Linked DNA regions of Mus musculus: regions 1 and 2 are each linked to region 3. A link is a contact called in public Hi-C data. All regions are on one chromosome and are shown on one strand. The core of a region is the stretch at or near the end of the contact, and the rest is flanking DNA. Distances in the headings are between cores, read along the strand shown. Region 1 overlaps Slc6a19 (solute carrier family 6 (neurotransmitter transporter), member 19). Region 2 overlaps Tert (telomerase reverse transcriptase). Region 3 overlaps Nkd2 (naked cuticle 2).

Region 1 (3,227 bases), core at 395-2,894, 140 kb before region 3:
ATCATGGAGTAGCATGATGGCAGGTCTCCTCCCAGATATACCCCAGAAACATGGCAGCAGCACGTGTGGGGCAAGCACCTTTCCCAATTAAAAGCAGAAGCAGCCAAAGTCCCTGCAGGTGGGTGAGCAAGCACATTTAGGCTGTCCTCACAGCAGATGGTCAGCCAGCCACACCAGTCTGTAGTACCAACACACTTTACAATCAGGGAAGCGTCATGTCCGTGAGAAACCAGATGCCAAAGACCCCACCCCTCCAGTTCTACCCACAGGGAGTAGTCAAGCAGACAAAGCAGAGGCAGGAGCCAAGAAATGCAGTGGACCTGGGAGTTCAGGAATGCCTGCTCATCAGAATGTTCTAGAACTAAATGGGAATGGTGACTGAACAACTGTATGAATGTGCTAGAGCCATCGGACTCATGTGAATGGATTCATGTAGTCTAGTGTGGATGAACTGCACAGAATACAAACTGTCTGAATAAAACTGCCATAAAAATAATTCACACACAGCTCCATTTGGGCTCTACCTGCAGTGGCACTTCTAGGGTTGCCTTCTAGAACATTTTCCATGGCATCAGAATTGGCTTGTGAAGAAGCCTGAGACCCATCAGTCAGTGACTAAAAGACAATAGTTCAATAGAACACCTGCCCATCCACCCAATTTCAACACATCTTCTGAAGGGTCTGCACTCCCAGACCATAGGGACCACAGACCCTGCCCTCTAAGAACAGAAAGTTCCTGTGGCATGCCTATTGAAAACCACACCTTCCAAAACAGACATACTCTGCTTGTCAGGCCCTGCCTCTACTCTAGCCTTGTCTGCAGCCTAGGTCTCTCCATGGGGTTGCCTATCCTGAGCCCTTGAAGCTCTGTTTGTTCTACCAGGAGCCTCCATCCACTCCCTGACCATCACTGCAAACCACCTCAGGCTTATCACTGCAAACCACCAACTGATCCCACTGCTTTCCCCTGACCAACACTGGTCACAGAGGATGGGTCTGATTGCACTAAGCCTGCATAGTTTTCCCTAAACCTTTGTGGGAAACAATAAATATCACCTATATTCTCTCTGAATGTTTGTGAGTGTTCTTCATTGCTTAGGGACTTTCCAGAAGATGTCAGGGTCACAGCTTTCAGGATCTTTTCTGGGTCCAGGGTGAGCTCTGGGGGCACCAATATACCTGGGAGTTCTGAGGTAGACTGGGAACAAGGTGGCCATCAAGTTTGGGAGTGGAGAAGGGAGCATACTAGACTAAGCAGCAGAGATTATCAAGGGATCCAGCAAGGGGAGATCCTCTCAAAGCCTCTGTTTCTGTTCCTGCCAGCTCTGTGCTTAGACAGGGCTGGTGGAGGGCAGCTCAGTCACACTGGCCAACACTGGTTTCGGAGACTGTGCTTTTGAAAGCACTTTCCTTCTTAACCGCACAGCATAGTTCTACATGGTCTGACGGAGAAACTAGACTCCAGAAGCAAGGTGCTCTTAGGGGCCCCACAGCTCCTATCCCTGGGAGCCCTCCCTTCACCTCCATACTCACTGCACAGAGTTGTAGCTGGAGAAGGAGATGAGGCCCCCGAAGGCCAGTGAGAAGGAGTAGAAGACCTGAGCACCTGCATCCAGCCACGTGTTGGGGTTGCTCAGCTCTGTGATCTGTCATACAGGGACTCAGCTGTGACCACAGAAAGCAGGCCTCCCCCTCCACTGAGGAAGAAGCTATCTCCTTCCCCAGGAGTGGATGCCATTCTACACAGAGGAGAAAAAAAAAAAGACAAGCCACCCAAGAATTTCCCTCCAGGATACATATGTTAAAGGCCCACCCGTAGGCTGACCCCTTGCCAGGTCCTTATCAACCAGGACACTAGCCTCGGCATCAGACAGTTGGCTGTCACCATATAGAAATGAGCTGGCCTTGAAGCAAGAGAATCCAGCATGGACTTCTTCCTTGGGATCTGAAGGCCTGGGGTAGTCAACTGGTAGATGGCAGAGAACTCACATTGGGTGTGAAAAGGAAGACAATGCCGTTGGTGGCACCCTTCAGAGTCAAGCCACGGATGAGAAAGATGGTCAGTACAACATAGGGCAGGGTGGAGGTGATGTACACAGCCTGTGAGGAACAGGGTGGGGAAGACACAGTGTGGGATGGGTGCAGTGGTCAGACAAGGAAAAAGGGCCAATTCAGGACACATCATGATCAGTTGCATACTGCACCTTCCCAGTGGTCTCGATGCCACGGATAATACACACATACAGCACACTCCAGGCACATGTCAGGCAGAGCAGGATCCACCACTGGATGGAGCCTGAGTCACTGATGGAAGTGGAGATATTAAGAGTCTCTCGGTACCAGAAGTAGTCCACGGAAGAGCTCTTGGCACACTCTTCCACATAGCCTGCAGAAGCAGAGCACATATCAAAGTTTGGGTCAAAAGTGGGGACAAGCTAGAAATAAGCCAGGGGAAAGGACAAAAACCTAGCCTCTGTCTGAGGCGTTCACAACAAGAATATGTTTGTGCACATGAATATAGCCTCACATGTACACATGGGCACTTGTGAATACACCCACACATCTGCATCCACACACCACACACGTGTGCATGTGCACACTTGTTTGTACATAAGTGCTCATCTATGTGAAGTCTGCTAAGAGCTGTTGGGCTCTGATGTGGATCCAGGCCTCTGAGAACCAGCTCCTCCCTCACTCCTGGAAGAAACTCCCTATTACACCTGAAGTAGCTGGCACACGGTCTTTGGGACTCTATGGCCATACCCATGATCATTACAGTCCAACTCTGTTATCACCATAGGTGGTGGTTATCTCACCACCTCTTCCTCAAAGAACCAACTGGGGCTCTCCTACCAGAAGAAATCAAGATCCTGGGGAGGACTTGTACTTTGACCAAAACAGGTCCATCTTGATAGACTCCTAAAGGTTCATGTGAGACCCTCAGAGCTACTCTGCTAGTCAGGACAGTGGTTACCAAACAGGTTGCTCAGTCTCCTCTGCAGCTTTGTGTGTCTGTGAGCCAGATGTGTCCCATAGATCATGGGCAAAGACACATGCCTCTCTGTCTCCACAGGAGAAGGGCCTGAGATGGTACGGGTGACTTAAGATGCTTGTGGCAGTGTGATCTCTTTGTGCAGAGACAGGGAAAAGAACTAGAAAGTCTCCTATCACGGATCTGTACCCTCTACTCTTGCTAGTGCTGCTTGGTGACTTGGAGACACCCGAAT
Region 2 (2,950 bases), core at 423-2,922, 180 kb before region 3:
GACAAGGGCCATGAGAGACCATATGTAGACCATAAGGTTCCTGCTTCCAGAGTCCATGTCAAGAGTGGCTGTGAGCTCACCCTCTGAGGCTTCGGTGTGGATGCATCAGCTCAGCTCTTCCTTCTGCCTGAGCCAGGGACAGCGTGTCTGGAGGTCAGCCGGAGTGACTAGCAACATCCTAAAGGGAAAACATAGTGAACATAAGAATTTCTTTTTTCTCCTCACATACAAAATGTGATGAGAAGTGACAGAATACCGCAGAGTATCGTGAAGCATGGCACCCCTTCCTCTGGCCTCCACCCACACTCACCGGCATGCATTCACACACATATAAAAATAAGAAACCTGACAGAGGTAATTGTACCTGTCGCTTGTATTCATCTTTGAGGATCATGCAAAGTCACTGGATGACAAGAAGGCAACACCCCTTCATCCTGTCCTGGACATGTCCCATCTGTTGTCCCAAAGTGACCAAGATGCATCCTGCAGTCTGCAGGTGGTTGGACACCACTGTAGGCAATCCCTTACTGTTTGCTGTCACCAAACTCTGACTGGAGATAATATGCTCCAATCACAGTCTTGTGTTGGGAAGGTGCTCTGTCAGGCTGCAGTCACACTTAAAGAAGCACACACAGGGTTGTGACTTCCTATAGATTTACAATTCCTTCTGAACTGAATTTTCACAGCTCTTATTTGCCACCGATGAGCAAAGATGTCTGGTAATCCCATGCCCGGATAAGATGTATGTTGTTCACTACATCTGGTTGGGTTTGGCTGTCCAGGGCTCTGGCGGTGCTGTAAGCGAGTCCCAAGAGCCGGAATGGGTTCCATGTGTGAAGGTCCAACCGCATCTAAGCCTGCCTTGTGTGGCAGAGAGGGACAAGAGGTGGAAGGGCACTGATGTCGGTCTCTCAGGAGCTTAGTGTGGGAATCACACAGAATACCTTTGTGCTGCAGTTATGCCCAGACCTCAATTAAGACGAGCCTCACCTTCCAGAGTGTCTTCAAAGCTGGGAAGACCATGCGGAACAAGCTCCTGTCGGTCTTGCGGTTGAAGTGTCACGGTCTATTTCTAGACTTGCAGGTGAGCAAACAGGCAGCTACCTCACCTGTTGGATCTTAGGATAGATCCTGTTCTCTGGGGGGGCAGGGGTGTTCATGGATATGCACATGTGTGTACAGGTGCAAGCCGTGTATGTGAGGAACATGTAGAAAAGTGGATGTGTACTGAGGATCCCTGAGCATTCACCCTGCTCATCCCCATCACTTTCCAATCCTGACATTCGCTCCCACAGAGAGAAAGGTTCCCTGGATCCTGACCTTGGCGGTTGACTCTTAGGCCATGACTGCTGAGGTCTCTGTCCAGCAGGGGCCACTGTGGTAGGCTTTGGCCTCAGCTCTCTCCTGCTTCCTCCCCATGAGGGCCTGGCATGATTTTGGTGGGGGAGTTTCCCCACAAGTGGCTTTCTCATCCTATTTGACAACAACACAGAAAGTGTTCATTTGTGATCTCAGGGACATTGCTGATGGTTCTCTTTCTCTTGGGACTCCAGGTGAACAGCCTCCAGACAGTCTGCATCAATATATACAAGATCTTCCTGCTTCAGGCCTACAGGTGAGTCATGGGCTGTGCCACCACTAGAGGGAGGCACAGACCAGAAATGCCGGCCTTGCTGTCGGCTGGGGTTCTGAAGCTCAAGGCGGAGCTGCTCTTGGCTCCCCCTGGTTGGGTGGCCACTGAAATGCAGTCAGGAAAAGGCAGCATTTAGTTGAGTCTCCACACAACCCCATATTTGTAAGGTAAGACCCTCTTCTGGTCTCCCTGTGCTGAGAGAGCACATGTAACCTTATGTGCTAACCAGAGCCCGTGGTCTTGAGACAGGAGGGGATGCTGGCATAAGGAGCCCCCCAAGAAAGCACCGCAGAAGGAATCAGATGAGAAAGGGAAGCAGGGGGACCCAGAGCCCCAGAAAGCAGAGAACCAGAGCTATTGCTGATAGTGTCACCAGTCTTGCACCAGAAGGCACAACAAGCACCCAGCTGAAAGTATCCTGGCCACCAATGTGCCCTACACATTGGCTTATGCCTCTGGAACATTTTTGTCCTCGGTTCTATGCATCTGAAGTCAGGTGCACTAGGCCAGACCCATGTCATTCATTCATTACACAGTCACTACTCTACATGACCATAGGCACACAGCATACGTAGGCCCTTTCTTCTGAGGTTTCCTGTAGGGGTGGAATTGGTTTCCCTTGATTCGTGAAAGGAGAGCTGCCCTGCAGAGCTGTAGCAGAGGGCACCATTCTGCTGAGAGTTGGCAGATGGTCATACCAACCACAGGTCAGATTTATGCCACTGTGGATCTGGCTGCCTCTAAGTAACCTCCTGGTCACTGGGGCTGGGTGTGGGGAAGAGCTTGTGCTATAGAGGACACAATTTCAGTGTCAGGCAGTCTACCCCCGATATGACATGACGTAGCAGGTGCACAGGGTACCTGGGAAGGGACTAGTTTCATGACATTATATAGGAATGAAGACATGTGTGCGCGCACACACACACATGCTTGTGTGTTCACTTGTAGTTGTAATTCCATTTGTACACGCAAATATGTGATGCACATGAATCTCTGTTTATAATTCACATGTATGCATAGACGAGAGCTTGCACTTGTGTGTATGCACACTTACCAGGGCCTCTTCCTCTCCACTGTGGCTCCCGCCCAGGTTCCATGCATGTGTGATTCAGCTTCCCTTTGACCAGCGTGTTAGGAAGAACCTCACATTCTTTCTGGGCATCATCTCCAGCCAAGCATCCTGCTGCTATGCTATCCTGAAGGTCAAGAATCCAGGTGCGTAGACGGCCAAGGGCCAGCATTCTCACGGTGGGCGGGGTCTCATGGTGGGCGGGCGGGGGGGCGGGGGCAGGGGGGCATCATGCACTCACTCAGGAG
Region 3 (3,386 bases), core at 595-3,094:
GTGGGTAGCGTGACTATCTTGCTCTATTCTGTTCTACATGAGCTCTGAGCTAGAGCCTGCTCCTGTAGAATAGGAAAGTAGTGAGAAGAGAGAGGCCTCACTTGGGTTAGTTCAACTATGTATACCCTGGCTGTACTTTGCAGTCTGTAGTGACTTTCAGTGAGCAATCTGTCTCCTCTAGGCTGACATTGTACAGATGAGGTGGGAGAAGGACCTTCAAGATCAAAACAGAGTAGTCACCACTCCTGAGTCCTCCAGGAGAGTGAGTCCCTGTATCCCCAGGTTTTCTCCTCATTTTCTAATGCCTTCATCCAAAACCCACTGGCAAGGCCACATGTGGGCTAGCTGTTGGCCAAGCAGTCTTGTCTCCCCTGACTTCCAGTGTGAATGGATAAGAAGCCCTGTTTCTGGGGCTCACATATTCTCAGGGTCTCAAGCTGTGTCTTGACAGGGGCCCAGGTTGTTGGTCAGGTGTCTGTCCAGGTATGAGCTGAGAGGATGCCCAGTACCTGAGTTGCAGTAGGCAGTGCTAGGAGTCCCTCTGGGCTTCAGCAGATGTCTGAAGGGGGATCTATAGGCTAGTGCACCTACTAACTAGAAGCCGGTAAGAACTCATCACTTCTCTGTGTGGGGCTAACTCCACCAAAGATACACACATATGATAGTGACTCAAGCAGGGTTCAAGTCACAGATTTAGGACCACTCCACCACTCCACAACTGGTGCAGCAAGTGGCCATGACATTAGCTCAAAATTCAAGAGCACCAGTCCATGCAACCCAACCTCCCCACTCAGTCCCAGAACTACATACACAAACCACTGTACAGGGACCCTGTGGCTCAATATTTTGCTTCTCCTGTGGACATATCCGAGCTGCCTGCTTGGTAAGGAATCTCAGGTAACAGGTCTCTGCTTACTAAAGAACTAGCTTCTCTTGCGACTAGGAAGCAACTGATCTCAGTTGTATGCCAGTGTTGAGGGTTTTGTGGTGTGAGTCCTAGGCTCGGGGTAAAGAGCTAGACTTACCTTCTAGGGAACCCTTGTCGTCCCAGAAAGGCCCCTCCTTAGGGTCTCCATTGAGCAGCTCCTGGAAAACAACATGGCAACATAGGATTACGAACTCTAGACTGAGAAGAGCAGAGGAGGACAACAAATAAGCCTGAGCCTGAGACCTCAATAGAAACCAGCATCAGGCCTCTAAGAGGCCTTCTCGGCGTGATCTGTGGGCCCACCTAGACCACCAGCTCCTTCCAGCTTCACACAGCAGAATGTACAAATGTTGTGTGCTAGAGTCATTTCTAGGACTTGGCCTCATTGCCTGGAAGCAAAACCCACTTTCAAGCGAGACTTAGGATCTCCCAGGGCTCAGTCCCAACACTGCCAACCCACATGTATAGAAGCCTCTAATCCAAGAACCCTTATGTGTTGTCACTCTGTTCCTGGCCTAGCTTGCAAAGCTTTCCACCAAAACTGACCCCCCCCCATGGTACCCAGGGTGGCATTCACTGGAGCAGCAAAGGGGCCACGGCCTCCTTCAGGGCTGGGCTGAGGAGCAGGGATGACTGCCAAGAAACATCCTTAGCCCACAGCTGATCCCAAGACAAGTTATGGGAAAACGGGAAGGACTTCAAACACATCCAGGCAACATTTCAGCCAAGAGACTCTGCAGAACAAAAGCTCACATGGTTCTCGTGAATAACCCGCAGAAGCAAAGGCTACAAGAAAGGAAATATAAAACGTGCCACGGAAGCCATCTGCAATCAAAGGGCCCTTCGGGACAGGAGAGCTCGCAGCCCCCAGCCCAGCACTCAGGGCCCCGGGGAGCATTTCCCACCAGTTGTTTCCTGGCATTTCTGTTTGACTCCAGGTGGCTTCAAAGTTTCAAACCCTCAAGGAGATGGGAAGTTGAGCTAAGATTCATTCGTCTGGCAACGTCCCTGGGGATTACATGGGCCAGATGAGCCCTTGGGTTGGTAGCTGGGGACAGGAGGAAGATAAGACTCCTCAATTTTATATCTCATCCGGAAAAAGTATCCCAGGTACACTTTGACACATTCTCACTTGTCAGGGACTACAGGGTGGTCACTAGCCCCTACCCCATTCCTCCCTGTGGATCACATGGGATGGTGTCTGGCAGACATAGGTCTCATTCAAACCCAGAGCATGGAATGACAGAGCATATTTAAAAACCTGATGCCTTTGGGATAAGGTAGGGGGAACATTCTGTCTCTCGCAGCAAATAAGAAAATAACCATGAAGCCCCCACGCCTGAATGGACAGGCTGACTGCTCTGCAGTATGTGAGAAGGAATAGCAGAAATGCTCAGGTACGTGGGACAGAGACGGGGATAATACAGCAGTATTCGGGGCAGTATTTGCTGTGTGAGGCTTGGGGGAGGACAAACCCCAAGTGTTCGTCTCCTGAAAGGAGAAGCCAGGATAGCCTTAGGACTAACCCAAAGTGCAACATGGGGAAGAGAGAGGGGCTCCTCTCTAGGTGTTTGTCTGTCTGTCTTTGTTTGTTTTGGCTGTGCAGCAGTTGTAGGAAATACAGCATTTGAGGAACCCTTACAGAAAACCAAATGGCCAAGTTGAGTGACTAGGGCCAGGAAGTAGGGGACACTCCTGCTCATATTGACATCTAAGAACATACATAGTCTTCCTCTCTCTGGGCCTCCTAACTCATGGGAACCATTATGAATAAGATGCATACATAGCTTGTTAATCTTAGGATGTCACTTCAGGGATTACGCTAGAGATCATCTTAATGAGAAAACCTCCTAATTATTAAAAATATTAGCTACCCACATATGGCAGCATGTGCCTTTAATTCTAGCATCTGGGAGACAGAGGGGCAAGGGATCTCTGTGAGTTCGAGGCCAGCCTGGCCTACTTAGCAAGCTTCAGGACGGCCAGGACTAACATAATGAGAAAGGAGGAGACGGTCCTCATTCATTCACTGATCAAATAACCCACAGCCGGAATGAAGGCTCAAAGGGTCTGATTGTAATGAAGTGCAAGGAATCCGTCCTGGCTCTACGAAACTTTTTTTGTCTGCAATGCATAGTGACATGTCCTGCGACTGGAGGCCTGAGCTTAAGAGAGACAGGGACCAGCTTGTCCCAGCTGAACATAAGGTATGAAATTTAGTAATTTCTAAAAACCTTGGGGCTCTCTCTCTCTTTCTCTCTCTTTTTTTTTCTTTGAAGTCAGAGTAACTCACGGAGCTTCAGCTCCAGATCCTATGAAGTATGGAAACTAGGTTCAAAGACATGAACCTCAAGGGGCTCAGCTTCATCCTGGAGGTACCTCGGGTGCTGTGGCTGACAGCTCCTAGGTCTGATTACAGACCCAGGGGTTGAAAGCTGCTGCTGACAAAACACAGATA

Evidence for each region. Hi-C and Micro-C count contacts between places; a contact is called where the count stands out from the background.
Region 1: a contact with region 3 is called in a Hi-C map of bone marrow-derived macrophages, with 41 read pairs. The contact joins two enhancer-like sites. A contact is called at or near these places in 16 of 39 promoter capture datasets (the 3T3-L1 cell line, 3T3-L1-derived adipocytes, the C10 cell line and 10 more), 2 of 15 datasets of contacts at CTCF or cohesin (CD8 T cells and large pre-B cells), 3 of 484 Hi-C or Micro-C datasets (CD8 T cells, bone marrow-derived macrophages and inner cell mass), 3 of 115 datasets of contacts at active chromatin or transcription factors (double positive thymocytes, memory CD8 T cells and thymic regulatory T cells) and 4 of 9 other capture datasets (adipose tissue, liver, macrophages and 1 more).
Region 2: a Hi-C map of CD8 T cells shows a contact between it and region 3, with 6 times the contacts expected there. The contact joins two enhancer-like sites. A contact is called at or near these places in 3 of 15 datasets of contacts at CTCF or cohesin (CD8 T cells, large pre-B cells and pro-B cells), 100 of 484 Hi-C or Micro-C datasets (the 63-12 cell line, the AML12 cell line, B cells and 59 more), 4 of 115 datasets of contacts at active chromatin or transcription factors (bone marrow-derived dendritic cells, kidney, large pre-B cells and 1 more) and 4 of 9 other capture datasets (adipose tissue, embryonic stem cells, liver and 1 more).

What each region holds. Positions count from the first base shown.
Region 1 is chr13:73,687,512-73,690,738 of GRCm38.p6, forward strand. It overlaps Slc6a19 (solute carrier family 6 (neurotransmitter transporter), member 19), which reads right to left. Exons shown (of 12, transcript NM_028878.4): 4 at 2,205-2,386; 5 at 1,990-2,100; 6 at 1,534-1,646. Among named protein-coding and RNA genes, the nearest start is that of Slc6a19os, 11 kb to the right of the region's middle. Within about 2 kb of position 1,645, at least 17 of the 459 cell types and tissues checked have an H3K27ac peak or open chromatin away from gene starts, as enhancers often do.
Region 2 is chr13:73,645,224-73,648,173 of GRCm38.p6, forward strand. It overlaps Tert (telomerase reverse transcriptase), which reads left to right. Exons shown (of 16, transcript NM_009354.2): 12 at 958-1,084; 13 at 1,554-1,615; 14 at 2,724-2,848. Among named protein-coding and RNA genes, the nearest start is that of Tert, 20 kb to the left of the region's middle. Within about 2 kb of position 1,673, at least 10 of the 459 cell types and tissues checked have an H3K27ac peak or open chromatin away from gene starts, as enhancers often do.
Region 3 is chr13:73,825,852-73,829,237 of GRCm38.p6, forward strand. Nkd2 (naked cuticle 2) reads right to left here. Exons shown (of 10, transcript NM_028186.5): 4 at 1,026-1,086. Among named protein-coding and RNA genes, the nearest start is that of Gm30303, 20 kb to the right of the region's middle. Within about 2 kb of position 1,845, at least 4 of the 459 cell types and tissues checked have an H3K27ac peak or open chromatin away from gene starts, as enhancers often do.